Linked DNA regions of Zea mays: regions 1 and 3 are each linked to region 2. A link is a contact called in public ChIA-PET and Hi-C data. All regions are on one chromosome and are shown on one strand. The core of a region is the stretch at or near the end of the contact, and the rest is flanking DNA. Distances in the headings are between cores, read along the strand shown. Region 1 holds the start of LOC100216561. Region 2 holds the start of LOC100502234 (RNA-binding KH domain-containing protein). Region 3 holds the start of LOC100282223.

Region 1 (4,987 bases), core at 2,151-4,650, 190 kb after region 2:
AGACACAGCTTGATCTTTGAGCCAAGTGGACAAGAAATCACTCAATACCTCGATTCCACTAATGTCACCTTTGCCGCTCCGACGAGGTAGGCGCGAACCCCTCACAATCAACACCACGGCTTCTCCACAATCTTCTTGGAGAGCTCGACGGAGACAATCACCCGAGCCGTCTAGGAGGCGGCAACCTCCAAGAGTAACAAGCCAATGGCGCTTGCTCGGTGTACCACCTAGTGCCTCAAGAATCACCGATGGATGCAAATGCACTAGGAACACTCAATCTCTCACTAGAATGCAATCTCAAGCAAAGAGTGTGAGAGAGTGAGTTGGAGGATCACAATTGAGCTCAGTATATGCAAGGAATCGCCAAGAGAGGTCTCACACACGAGCTACCCTTCTATTTATAGTCCCCCACTGAATTCCAACCGTTATGAGTAAAAAGCACCTGTTCTTCACACGCGGACGGTCCGCGCCCTAGGGCCGGACAGTCCGCCGCACACATAACGGCTATATTCCCCGTTTGAAATCTGTCAGAGCTGTCAGAAAAGTTAGGTCTGGACAGTCCGCCCACCATGGCCGGACCGTCCGCGACCTGGCAACTTGAAGCACCTGGACCTCTGACCAAGAGCAGTTAACACAGGCGGACCGTCCGCCTACAAGGCCGGACGGTCCGAGACCTGGAGACAGTACTGTCCGGACTTATCCTCCGGACAGTCCGTAGTACAAATCCCAAAAACCACACAGTCCCTGCCCAAACCATATTTGGCACCTGCGGACTGTCCACCCATCAAAGCCGGACGGTCCACACTATAATTCAGGGACTGTCCCGAAAGCAGTCTTCTCTAGTCAGGACTGTGGACGGTCTGGCCCCAAGGCCCGGACGGTCCGCAGTGCAAAGGAACAGGACTTGTCCGAAGTGGTCAGACTTCGGACCCCACTGGTGGATCGCGGACGGTCCGCCCTCAAGACCCGGACGGTCTGTGCATCCAAGACTTTGCACTTTTCAAACAAGCTTTTGAAAGGATTTTTACTCATGAAATTTGAAGCGCTGTTAGTCCTCATGCAAATGCAACCACTAGATGCTCTATGAGGCACTAAGTTTTACACAGATCAAAGTCATTGACCCCTCTTAATAGTACGACTATCTAATCTACTAATCTGGTCAAGTATCTTCTCTAAACTCCTCAAGACCGGCAAAAACGAAACCTATGTTATACCTTTGCCTTCACTTGATCCACAACAAATGCTTATGAATCTCCAAGATTTCCTGTTCTATGTGGTCCAACCCTGCATTCTTATTTCTCCAAGAACCGTTAGTCCACAAGCAGTTGTCATTAATTACCAAAACATCACTAAAGGGCCTAGATGATTCACATCTACCCATCCACTACTTGGTGTTGTCGTCTTCCTCCTTCCACTGGATGTGCAAGTATGCACGTCATGCAAGACAACAACCTGCAAGTTGTCGGTTTACGATTTAGTAACCAACAAACAAAAAAAATACAAAATGATTGGTTGGAAAAAGGAAATAACATACGACGATGGTCGATAATCCTTTCTTTTCCTCCCGTGCATAGATCCTCCAAGGGCAATCACCACCTTTGCAATAGCCAACGTATCGAATAGTTAAAGTAACATCGATTCCAAGTTCGAACTCATGCTTTATGGCATACTACCTCATAGCAATTCGAAATTCCTTCATGTTGGGAAACAAACTGTCTGGTTGCATTGAGGGATTTATTTTATCATACTTAACTCTCTTCTCGTCCGACAGATAGTCTTCACATGGTTGGTCTATATTGTGGTCTCCCAAATCAATATGGTCCGATTTGATCCAAATTACTTGTAGCACCTCGTAAGGCTTCATCTCTTCTATTTTCCTCAGCCTCGTCCTCTCAATAAGTCCAAGTTGAGAATACATCTGCATCTCACTAGGAACATCACGTCTCCCTTCCTCCTCCCAAAAAACATTGAGAACCATAGAATCCCAATAAAACAAAGATTTTTCTTATACATTCTCATAGTCCTATACAACAGAGCTCAACTCAATGAAATAGCCAAAAGCCAAGATAACTTTACTACAAAACAAAGAGCAACCACATCTTACCTTGTTGCCATCCATCTGTCCCAATGTAACTAAGGATATGGAAGACAAGCCTATGCCTGGCACTGGTACATGCATGAATGTACATATATGGTTAAACTTGCTAGGACAAATCATGAACTTGCTAGGTACAAACATGAATTCCATGGTACAAGCAAGAACAAATCTTATAGTGCCTATCACAACCAACACAAAGAGACACACCTAGGGGGACGCCTCGTCGACCTCGGCGTTGGTGTCCGAGGCTGATGCATCCATAGAGGAGATGACTTCAGCGCAGTATTTCAACTGGTCGTGCTCCACTGCAAGAAACGAGGAATGTAGAATGGGGAATGTGGAATGAGGATCTAGATTGTAGTGGAGGAAATCTCGCATTGGGGAATGGGGATCTATATTACGGTCAAGGAATGGAGAACGGAGAATGGGGAGGAAGAAGAGGAAGGAGAGAGCTCACCGGAGGTACTCACGGGCGGCAGCTACACCAGCACTGACGGCGATGCGAACGAAAGTTGTGCCCGCGCAGACTGGTTCTGACGGAGGAGGCTTAATGGCTCTCCTCAACGTCTAAGAGAGATTTTGAGTCCATACCGGTGGCTACGTGTCGTGTGGATTTCTAAATCGTCGAATCTCTTCCTAACGTATATGTTTTGACGAAGCCGAATATGACGTGTTTCATAATAATAAAAATCTCTAATATATCGGGTTCTTAGTACCCGTACCTGAAATTTCGAGTAGGTTTAGCTTGGATATACGAAATTTTAAAAACCTGAACAACCTACGAAATTTCTAGAAAAACCGAACGCCCAGCCCTTACGGATGACGAGGGAGCAAGCTCCTCCAGATGTGGAGAAATTTGCCATTATAAAATATAGCAGATGTTGATTCGACCAAATAGAGACATAGGTGGAGGATTCGATAGTTTAGAAAAGTAGAGAAAGACCAAACTTTGAAATGGACAAGATTTCCCTATTACCCGCTGCCGACATAGATTAATCTCCCACCGTGAGAATTAGGATTTGTTCGTTTATGCTGGATTGGTGGGTCGAAACGATTTCTAATCGAATTGCTTCTCTAATTTATATAAACTTTGATTCGATTCCAGATACAATCCGACATAAACGAACAAGGCCTCCACGGCGTCTGTCCCATCGCTGCCTTCTCGTGTCGCGCTCCGACCGACCGCCGTCGCTGCCTGCTCATGTCTTCGTCCGGTCGTGCCTGCTCATGTCTTCGTCCGGTCGTGCCCATCGTCTGCGCAGCAGCCACCGTCGCCACTGCCCTGTGTCTCGGCCAGCTGCCAATGCCGTTCGTTCTCCGCCTTCGCTTTTCACCGTCCAAGGACCCGGCGCCATCGAGCAGCTTCTGGAGGTAGCGCAGGGATCGCGATGTGGTCGTCGAAGGGATCTTCGTCGGCTCGTCGCCCCCTCCTTCTTCGGCCACTGCGCACGAGGGCGACGGCGATGGCTGCTGCTGCCACATTGGTGAGCAGTCACCGATCTCCACCTCAGACCACTGTCGCTCGTCCTCCGTCTCCCAGCGCCCACACCATTCCCTGTGCGCACACTGCCGATACCACGGCCAGCGGCCCGCTCCTCCTTCCCACGCCCTGCTACTTGTTAAGTACTAAAATTGTATTTCTCTGTCTCGTTGGACCATGTATGCTATTTGAACTTGATAAGAGAACATGTTTCCGTTAACAAGGGTGAAGCATACAGATAAACAACATAGCATTCTGAACTTGTATTCAAATAATCAATACAACATTCTGATAAACCGTGTTCAGATAAACAACATGGTTTCTGATAAACAACATGGTTTCAGTTAAACAGCCACACACTAATTCATCACATGAATACAACGCCACGATGAGGGCACTCCGGATCTTCGTCCCCAGTTGATGGCTGTGGAAGTTGTACTAGTGGTTGCACAGCGTCTCCGCGCACTTGGCCGCCAGCAGCGTCACCACCAGCCGCGCGCCCTCCTCGAACAGTCGCTGCTCGCCCGCCGACGTGAAGTCCACGAAGCTCTGGATCAGCGTCGGGCCAACGTACATGACGGCCAGTCGGAGCAGCGCCAGCAACGCGTTCAGTAGGAACTGCGCCCAGAAGGCGCGGAACAGCGTGTGCGGGTTATTGTCCTTGGACGCCCACGACGACGGGCAGTGCAGGGTGAAGAGCTTGTGCTCGTGCATACACTCCGGGTGGGACGGTGCCAGCGTCGGCACGTCCGACAGCTCCAACGTCGTGGCGCAGGGCCAGCGCCGCTGAGCGGAACGGCTTCTCGTGCGCGACAACGGCCACGGCGGCCAGGTGCACCGCGCATTGCAGCGCCAGGAACACCGTCACCGTCCCCAGGGCCTCGCCCTCTCCACCGCCTCTGTTGACCAGGCAAAGGACGAGCAGCAAGGGCGTAGAACGCGGCGAGGGCACCAACCGTGGCGACCTCTGTTCATCTACATCTCAGACGGAGGAGAGGTAGCTGACGGCGTGAGCATCAGGAAATTAATCTGTGTCGGTAGCGGGTAATAGAGAAATCTTTTCCATTCCAGAGTTTGGCCTTTCTTTATTTTTCCAAATTGTCGAAGCCCTCCCGTTCGTCGAATCCACCTCTGCTGTGTTTTATAATGGAAAATTTCTCCCAGATGTGGGAGGGAGCAGACGGAGAAGCCACTGACTCTGACTAGAGAGCGGCCGGAGTGAAAGTTGTTGAAAGCGGGAGCGGGAGCCTTACCAAACTGGGCTGGCAAGGCGTCGTCGCAGGTTGCCGGTTCGCCGCTGCCAGCGAAGCACTCACCTCGCCGTCGTCCTCCGGCTGCCGTTCCTGCGGTCATATGTGACGCCTTACCTGCAGTTCTCCTCGTCCCTCACGCCTCAACTCCCGCACCTC
Region 2 (4,733 bases), core at 1,886-4,385:
GCTATATACAGCAATGTACCAAACTGAATTTCTATACTGATGAATCAAACATTGTATAGCCATCCTTACCCACTATTAGAGGAGCGAGCACTGTACCCGCTGTAAGCCCCATATCCTCTTCCAGGTGCCTAGAGAAAGTTTTAGTTGATTAAGAAATGAAAAAATACTGATAATAAGCTATCAACAGGCATAACAAAGAGTACAGCACAATATATGTTATACCTGGGAGCCGCCATAACTTGCATAGCTGTCAGAAGGAATCGTGTCATCCGATGTACGAAAACCACTTGAATATAGATAGTGCCCAACAGGCTTGGTGTCTCTGCCTAGATATTTTGGTTCATCCGAAACACCAGCAGGCAAAGGATGGTAAGGGATAACAGGTGGAAATGCAGATAAAGAGCCCTCTCTTTCAAAGAAATTGGCTTTCAGCCTTGTAGCTATTTGCACAAGAGCATTTCTTGCAACATCAAGGCCTCCAGTGATCTGGAGCACAGGCAAATCGATATAATGAAAACCTGCTATAGCATATAACCACGCGAATCCCTCAAAAAATAACAATATCAGAAAGCCCAAATTGCTACCTGAACCATCTCATCATCTTCTGCTGCTACCTTTGGAACATTTTCTTTTGAAAGAATACGTACATTTGCTCTGGATGTTCTCCGTATCTCAGTAATGATTGAACCACCTTTGCCAATTAGGCACCCAATACGTGATGTTGACACCAGCAAGCGTGTTGTGTATGACTGCTCAGCTGATTCTAAATCACTTTTCTCGCTGCATCTAGGCTGCAAACGAACTGCAGCATCAATTGTTGGAGATACAGGATCTTCAAAGAACTGCATGGAACAAAATACATGGTTGGTCAAGAAAAGCAACCAAGAAAAGGCAAGAAAGCATAATATAAGCAGATCAAAAAGAGAAATCACCTCTTTCGCAGAAACTGTAATTATGCAGTCATCATCAGGGTCTGAATTGGAGCTAGCCACTTTGATTAAAGCCCCAGACTCCTGCCTAATCTGTTTGATAATTCCACCACCCTTCCCAATTACACCCCCCACATTTGCAGCAGCACAAAGTAAACGCAAGCTAAACTCCTTTGCAGAGCTCTCATCCCTTCGTGGTTGGTATAAAGAGGGCCAATCTCCTGCTACATCACCTTTGTAGCCACCATAAGGAGGAATTACTGGAGTGATCCCTACAACAGGTGCAGTAGAGGAACCACCAAGGTGGGTGCTCCCTGGATAAGGTTGGGTCAAGCTGGATGCAAGAAGATGCTGTGACTTGGATGGGTTGTTATGGAGGCGAGATGACACTTGATGAAGAGCCTTTCTGACAACTACCGTGTCCCCAGATATCTAGTGTCAAAAATATTTGTAAGTCTTATCAGTAAAGATGATTAGCACAGACAGCAAACCATACAATTCCAGACATCTTTTCAAGTTTCAGTAAAAAATAAATGGTGTATACATTTAAGAAAGGAGACACTGCCAGGATTATATTAAAGAGTAAGGATAGATAAATACATTCATATGCAGTACAGTTTGTTTAGGTAATTAAGGAATTGATGTGAATTGCAAACCTGGAGAAGTTCGTCTCCACTAATGGCACATGCGGGGATATGATCATTACTAAGGACACGTATTTGTGCACCAGTCTCACTGCGGATTCCTTGGATGATCTGCCCACCTTTTCCAATAATGCATCCAATCTGGTCTGATGGCACAAGCAAGCGAACAGTAACTTGAGGTGAAATTTCTTCGCTGTCTTCGTTCCCAAGACCCTCATCACTGGCAAGCCTCTCATGAACTCTAAAGAGGGCATCCTGAGCAGGGCAAACCTCATCTTCAGCACCATCGATGGTATTAGTTTTCCTGCTTGTGCTAAATATGGTAACAACTCGCTCATCACATCCAGGGACACTCTCGCCAATCCTGATCTTAGCTTGGGTCTCAGTCCTCAACTGCTTTGCAATTTCTCCACCCCTGCCAATGATACTCCCAATTTTTCTAGAGGCACAGAGGTAGCGATACACAGTGTCATCAGGACCAGGTGCATATGTATCATCGCCAGGATTTCTTCTCTTACTGCCTCCATTTTCAGTAAAATCAGACTGGCGCTTTCCATGACTGTTTCGGTGGCCAGCCATTATCTGGAAGCAGAGGTAAAACAGTAAAAAAACACATAGAACAGTGCACCAAATGAACACAAACTTAAATAGCAGTCCACAATGTCCTTAATAGCAGAACATGTGGTGTGATATAACTACGACATTTTTTCTCTCGATAGGGCAACCCTTTTGTGTAATTGTGTTATATAGAAAAAAAAATTGGGTATTGAAATCTCTGAACTGCAAACTCCAATACCATCAAACCAAAAAAGGATGATGTACTAACTTAGGCATGCATTAATTTCTTGGTACAAATGCATAGTACCTAGGTTAACAGTTTTTTTAACACTACAGTTAAAAAAGTCAACATATCATGTTTTCAGTATGATTAGTAAGTTACAAACACTTGTAATTTCGTCATTGTCAAGTAAAGAAATTCGGTTTTACCGTGGTGGGAAAAATCAATATGCTGAGTAATGCATAAACCAGGAAACAGACGTTCCTATGAGAAAGTGGCACATTTTCAATTTCCAACTTAATTAATTAGGTTAATCCAAAACCCAACCAAAGGTTAGCAAAGAAGCAAACACTACACGGTCTGGCACATGCGTCTGCTAATTATCAAACTCTACCTTTAGTCCTTCCTATTAGCGGGCGGGGGAGCTTTCAAAGCGCAACCGTCAGGCAAGAAATTCCGAAATAATTGGCTCACATACTTATCTTTACCACGTCTACGCGCCCACCGAAGAGATCGAACCACCAAGAAGACGGATTGGCACGAAACAAGGGCTCTACCGCCCGGATCTACGGGGTGCAGACGCCGAACTAAGGCCCGCCGTCGCGGGATTCGACGGGGCGTGTGGCAGGAAGAGCCGGCGGAGGGGCACTGACCTCGGCGGTCTGGGGCAGCGTCGCGAGAGAGACGATGCGGCCCTTGCGGCGGAACGATAGATGCCGCCGTAACCAGGAGCTTGCGAAATCGAGGAGGACAGCCGGGCAGGGGGAGGCTAGGGACACCGATCGACGAAGAGGGTTAGCCAGCCACGGAGGGTGGCAACCTTTTGTCGCCACGATTCACGAGCTCGTGTTTTTTTCTCATGGGCCGCGTGTGGTTCCTTCTGGACCATGTTTCCCTTCGCTTTCTTTCTTTCCTTCTTTTGCTACCGGCCCACCACCAAAGAATCCTTTCGTTTGCACCAACCTGGTATCGTACGTAACAAAAAACTCTAAATTTTTACGCTATAAAATTTAAATATCAAATCAAATTAGTATCAGACTCTATTTCTATTCATTTTTAATAAAAAATTAATTATGACCCTAAAAACTTATGAAGAAACATTTGAATCATGATCTATTATCACTCCTACATATTAGTGTTTCATTCCATCTTATCTATGGATTATATGTATGATTGGATCCGCTTATAGATCTCTCCAACTGAATTGAAACCAATATGAAAGTGCTTCTAATTTTATTATTAAATCAATTTTAATTTATCTCAATTCATTGAACCAAACAAGGCATAAAAGATTTCATCTTATTCTTATTTTATATATATCTTATTTCGCTCTAACAACGTCCTCTATATTTCAGCATCTATATGTTAAACACTTATATTAAAGACGTATTTTGCTTCGATTTTTTTACTATGTATGTCATACCTTCAAGCATCTTATACATATTTAAGTTTTACTTAATCCATTATCAAAAGTACAAAAGTAGATAAAGGAGATAATAGCAGGGGCGGAGGTACAACTTACTGTTGGTGTCAGCTGACATTGATGGATTTTAGAAAACATAATGTAAAGTAATGTTTAAATATTATATAAATGTTGATGGCATCCATCTAAAATGATGGTGACATCGGCAAACCTCGAGACTGACTTCGTCCATGGAGAAGAGAGACTCTATATAGAGATACGAAGAAATGTTTTCTATATTTAGAAAATGTTTCAGATAATACCGTTAGAGCAACTTAGGAGATTCTCTATATTTTTCCTAATCAACATAAATATAGATTTAAAAATAACCTCTAGCAAATTATTTAAATAATTATCCAAATATAGACATATTTTATTTCATTTTCTCACTAGCCAAAGATAGGAAACACAGTGGGTCTCTAGAGGCAAACAAGATATAGAAAAGTTGTTGGAAACTGAAAAGATATAGAAGGTGAGTTTTATGCAAATGACTCTCGAAATAATAATTTAGAGAATGAAATTTAGAAAGACTCTTGGAGGTGCTTTTAGAGCGTATATATAAGAAAATCTTCTCTAATATATGGTAAATGGCCCTCTAGTGTACCCTTTTGGAGTCAACATTATCTCTTAGTGTTGGCGATGGATATCAAAGAATTCTTCGATATCTAGTGGTCACCTTGCGACCGCTTATGAGGAGAAAAATCAAGAAACGAACTACGCCACCAATTCTTCGTATCAGGGCCACACGACCACGATTAGGCACGGTTCCAAATAGAGTTGTACTCATGTGAGGGCATCCAATATATGATGATTTATTAGGTAACCTTTTATACATGTTATATTGAGAGAGAGAAACTAAAACGATATCCCATCATGATATAGCCATTTCCACGGTCAAAATATGTATTTTAATCTTAATT
Region 3 (5,053 bases), core at 9-2,508, 130 kb before region 2:
AGGAAAGGTTACCCACGTAGACCCTGTTGGCATCACCCCTGGGTCTTTGCGGTGACGGTGATGACCGATCTCTGGGTGGTGGCGGCCCAGAGTTCACCCTCAAACTTCTTCCATCAAGCACCTATATTTCGAGAGATCATGTCCGATACATAAGAAAATGAACAACTTCTAGACATTCTGTAACAGAATATACTCAATCAAGGAAACAGAATACAAATGCTCTATCTGAATCCTTAAGAGTAACCATTAACTTAGAACTTGATTTATGCAATGCAGGATCTGGTGCGGAGACATGAATGAACATCACGGAATTCCTAGAGTATTGCAAAGGTCACAATTCCAGGTAAATAAACAATGTCGCACATTAGGAGAATGATCCATTGTGACAGCAAAAGAAGGTGCATAGCTCTGGAAGAACCGGAGTGAACTCACATAGCCATTAAATTGGTCAACAGCCACCTCAACCTCTTCGACCGAAGACATGGTCACAAACCCGAATCCACGGCTTCTTCCCGTCAATTTGTCATAGATAACCTGCAACAAAATGCAATGCTATCAATTGGCAAAAAAAATTGATATATCTTATTGATGGGGGTGGCCTACTGAAAGAAGTTATGACCCAACTAATTGCGTTGTTGACTGTAGTTAGTATTCTTATTGCCTATACCGCAGCTAACAGTAGGCATATTCTGTCTCTCAACTTTGATAGCACTCAATATCAGTTAATTTCCCAGCAGCATGAACACTAGGATCGCCAAATTTATAGGCGAAGTATAATAGAAGAAAAAACGAAATGTGATCACTAGGGCCTACTGATTATCGAATGCATATACGACACCCACCTCGACCATCTCGACGGAGCCGGCCTGCTCGAAAAGTCCCGCGAGCTGGGCGCTGTCGACGCTGAACGGAAGGTTACCGACGAAGACCCTGAGATCATCTGAAAACTCGTCCCCGCCCGAACGCCCCTCCGCCTCGAGCTCCTCCGTCACGGCCGCGGTCGCGGCCGCTCGCACGGGCTCGAGCGGCCTAAAGCCCACCGCCGCGGCGGACAGCGCGTGGAGCTGCGGCAGCCCCGATGGGAAGGCGGCGGCGGACGGGGCGGCGGCGGCGGGCTTAGCGGAGAGGGAGAGGAACTGGGGCAAGAGGGAGGTGGAGAATAGCGTGGCCGCCATGGGAAGGGCAGAGCCGCAGAGGTGTGGGTTCGGTTTTGGGCTGATAGGGTTTTGGGGATAAGGTGAGGACAGAGGACTGGACAGAAGAGGGAGCAAGGGACACCGGGTGGGTTTGTAGTCAGTGATGCGGGTTCGTTTCTGGCCCGATGTATTGGGCCGCAAAACCGTCAGATACAGCAGCAACCTTTTTAGGTGGGCTGTGGACCAATCTATAATATTTGTTTAACATTTTTTTTTTGGCATGGATGCAATACTACGGTATGATTAAGCCCATGTACTGCAACAGGAACAGGAACAAAAAAAAAGCCACGAGATGTTTGATAGCCAAGCCAAAATCAAGATCATGGTAAATTCAATCTTGCACACATAACAAAATACTTCCTCCGTCCCAATATAATATTCGTTTTAGGTCATTGTTTTTGTTTCCATATTCAAATTGGTGACAATGAACCCTAGACAACGCCCTAAAACGGATACTATTTTGACACAGATCTTTGCGGCGAGTAATTTGTAGCAAATTTTCGCTTTGCCCAAGAACAATAGTAACGGTCCCTGAACAATTACCAAATAGTTAGGACCGTCCTAACATGTTGTTGTAGCAAATCATCCTGACATGGACCAAATCAATTTGCCTAGCTACCAATTATTATTTAGTTACAATATGAATAAAAAGGATATACGATTAGAACCTTCTGGATGGCACAAATAATCTCACAAATGCCTATCATAAGTAAAAGTAGATTATCACTGTAAACTGTCACAGTGGCCTATTTTGAATAATACATATATCAACCGACACAAATCAGTTTAGAAATTTTGATAGCATTAAACATTTACTTACATATGTTATTGTTTCTACATGTGTGCCCCACATCAATCGATAAGTAAGCAATTACATGTATGTATGGTCAAAACAAGCAAGAAATAAGGTCGCTAGAATTGTTCTAGTAATGCGCCAAGTGCATAAAAGAAAACATGGTGTGTTAAATAACCTCGAGGATTAGTTTGAGAGCCAGAAAACCGGAAGAAATTGAAGTGGTTAAATTCTCTTCTTATTCAAAACTGAATAAGAAGGAGAATCTAATCCCTCTAATCTTCTCCGATTTTATGGCTCCCAAACTAAACCTAAGAGCTTGATCTCGCTCCATCAATCATGATGCCGCCAAGAGATTCATCTCCTTCGTACAAAAGTTGACAGTGGTCTGATTACCGACTTTCATTGCACAGCGGCCATCCCTTGCAAGTCCGGCCCCTACGTACCATTGCAGTCCAGGAGATGATACTAGTCTCTTCTGAAGAGAGAAGTGGCTTAGCTTGTTCTACGTAACCAAGAGCTTCATTTGACTATGTACTAGCATCATTCAGTGAATTCCGCACCTCCATGCATGGACTCAAGGATCCGCACGACATCATCAAGCAAACTGATGATTTAGTACACAGGGAAACCAGGGAGTTACTAACCTCTCGGCCATTGCATTCCATCCACTCTGCACGACAATCTTGTGAAAGGAGGTACATATATGGATAACAATAGGCTCTAAATTTTATTTACGCTATAAGATTTAAGAATTGGATTGGATTAGAATCAGACTCTATTTCTATTTATTTTTAAACTAAAATTTATTTAATGCTCTACTATTTTGTGAAATAGCATTTAGATCGTAATCTATTACCACCCTTAGGTACATGGCGATGTGTGCATTGCCCACGGGGAGCAGGGCCCGGCAGACCAACTCGGAGGAGGCGACCGTGCATCATCACTCCAGAAGCAGGGCTTTGGAGTGCCGCGGTGAGCGAGAACTTGTCGAGCGCGTAGGAGAAGAGCGCGAGCGAGTCGCGTGGCTGCTCGGGGCTAGGGCTAGCCCTAGAAAGTTTATGGTTATGGCCAACAATGGTCGACCGAGAGAGGCTATATATGGCCAACTTGGCGACGGCCAGCATAAGCATGGCTAGAGGAGGCTACTACTGGCTGGAGCCTGGTCATATATAGGAGGCTATAGCTGGCTGCGACTTGGGTGGAGCTGGCTGTGGTGAGCATGAAGGGGTGGCTACCAATCTTTGGGGTAGCACAATCTTTGGTGTGAGGAAGGGAAGGAGATGAATATGTGAGTAGTAGTAAGGATGAAAATGAATATGATTAGTCATGATAACCATTCTACTATTTTTATTTTCATATTTTATTTTGGAAAAAGGACCATTGGAAACGCAATCGACGACGGGACTAATAGGATGACGAAAACGAACCAAAACAAATGGAACATGATCGGAAACAGACATAAAAAGTGAGAACATCGCCACATAGAGTATAAAAATGAAGTAGTATTTTGATCAACTGAAACATCTTATCTAGACATATAGAAGTAATATATTATAATATACATGTGTCTACCAAAGAAAGAAAACATAATCAATTAGGGATTAGTTTGTTGTGATGTGATATAGTCGTCTATTATTTGTTCATTGTATTCTCTACTAATCCTTAAGACGATAGTGTAGACCAGGCACAACCATGCCCCCGCCTCTATCCTGACCGTCCGATTGCGTCCATCCCCACCGCCCGATTGCGATGCCATCCTCGCTCGCGAGTCGCGCCTAGCGCCGGATCCGCTCCCGCAGCCGCCTCTATCCCCGGGTTCCCCGCGAAGCTAGAGCTCGGGAACGTGCAGAACTGACCTCCTGCCCGAACATGCCCGTCCAAGTCGTTGTTGGAGACGTTGAAGTAGGAGAGGAAGTGGAGGCTCTCTAGCGCCCTGGGGATCTCGCCCGTCAGGCGGTTGTTGGACAGGTCCAGCACCTCCAGGTTCGTGAGGTTGCCGACGGCCTGCGGAACCTCCCCGCGCAGGCTGTTCAAGCTCAGGTTGAGCTACATGAGTCCCTTCATGCGGCCGATCTCCGGCGGCACCGCGCCGGTGAGCCCGTTGTCGCCGGGGTTCAGCAGCTTAGGGCAGTAGTTCACCCTGTGGTACTGGAGCGACGCGGCCATGTAGACGGGCAGCGGGAACGCGGCCTGGCTCGAAGACCCACTGTCGTCGTCGTCGTCCACGGTCGTCTCGGACCTCAGCATCGGTAGATCCGCCAGCGCTGTCGGGATCTCCCCCGCAAGGCTGTTGTTGGACACGTCTAGAACGAACAGGAGGCTCAGGCCGCTGACCCAGGCCGGGATCAGGCCGGTGAGCCGGTTGCTGGACAGGAACAGCTCGATCTCGCAGGTTCTCGAGCCCTGACACCCAGCGAAGGATTTCTCCTGACAGCGAGCAGTCCGCCAGGGACAGGACCTGGAGGCTCTGGTAGCCGTCGATCGTCTCGTCCTCCGGCATCGCCTCGCCTCTGAAGTTGGCGCCGATCAGCAGAGTCGTGAGGCTCGGAGCGCTCTTGAGGACCTGGAGCGCGTTCATGACGTTCGTGAATGAGTTGTTTGTCAGGGACAGCGGCGAGAGCTGGCCGTGGAAGCCGTTGGAGGACAGTCGGAGCGCGATGAGGTCGATTGTACGAGTACAGGCTCTAAGGGACTGTGCCGGTGAAGTTGTTGTCCACGAAATCTAGAACTTTTAGCCTGGGCAAGGAGGAGAAGTCAACGTTGTTCAGGTCTCCATGGAAACCGTTGCTCCGGAGAATGACGGTTCTGAGACTCGAGCACCTGCTCAGACCCGGTGGCAGCTCGCCGGACATGCTGTTGTGCTCTAGGCGAAGCTCCTCCAGCCTCTCGAGCCGCCCGATAGAGTCCGGGATGCCGCCCGTGATGAGTTCGTTCTCCGCGAGGTCGAGGACGACCAGACTCCTGAGCTCGGCTAGACGCTCGGCGCTGAGCGCTCCCTGCAGACGGTTGTATGGGAAGGAGTTGTGCTCGAGAGAGGTCGCGTCGTGGAGCTCGTTCAGCA

The links. Hi-C and Micro-C count contacts between places; a contact is called where the count stands out from the background. ChIA-PET counts read pairs in DNA pulled down with a chosen protein or histone mark.
Region 1: a contact with region 2 is called in a Hi-C map of ear, with 1.9 times the contacts expected there. The contact joins the promoter of LOC100216561 here to the promoter of LOC100502234 in region 2. A contact is called at or near these places in 2 of 25 Hi-C or Micro-C datasets (ear and leaf).
Region 3: an RNA polymerase II ChIA-PET map of seedling shows a contact between it and region 2, with 7 times the contacts expected there. The contact joins the promoter of LOC100282223 here to the promoter of LOC100502234 in region 2. A contact is called at or near these places in 10 of 25 Hi-C or Micro-C datasets (bundle sheath, ear, endosperm and 4 more) and 1 of 3 datasets of contacts at active chromatin or transcription factors (seedling).

What each region holds. Positions count from the first base shown.
Region 1 is chr1:65,574,578-65,579,564 of Zm-B73-REFERENCE-NAM-5.0, forward strand. It overlaps LOC100216561, which reads left to right and starts at 3,401. Exons shown (of 17, transcript NM_001321565.1): 1 at 3,401-3,582; 2 at 4,743-4,987.
Region 2 is chr1:65,382,701-65,387,433 of Zm-B73-REFERENCE-NAM-5.0, forward strand. LOC100502234 (RNA-binding KH domain-containing protein) reads right to left here and starts at 3,136. Exons shown (of 8, transcript NM_001196711.1): 1 at 3,005-3,136; 2 at 1,586-2,155; 3 at 933-1,361; 4 at 585-842; 5 at 223-486; 6 at 70-128. The coding sequence starts at 2,152.
Region 3 is chr1:65,250,957-65,256,009 of Zm-B73-REFERENCE-NAM-5.0, forward strand. LOC100282223 reads right to left here and starts at 1,259. Exons shown (of 4, transcript NM_001371844.1): 1 at 843-1,259; 2 at 433-534; 3 at 1-121. The coding sequence starts at 1,175. It also overlaps the pseudogene LOC103644680.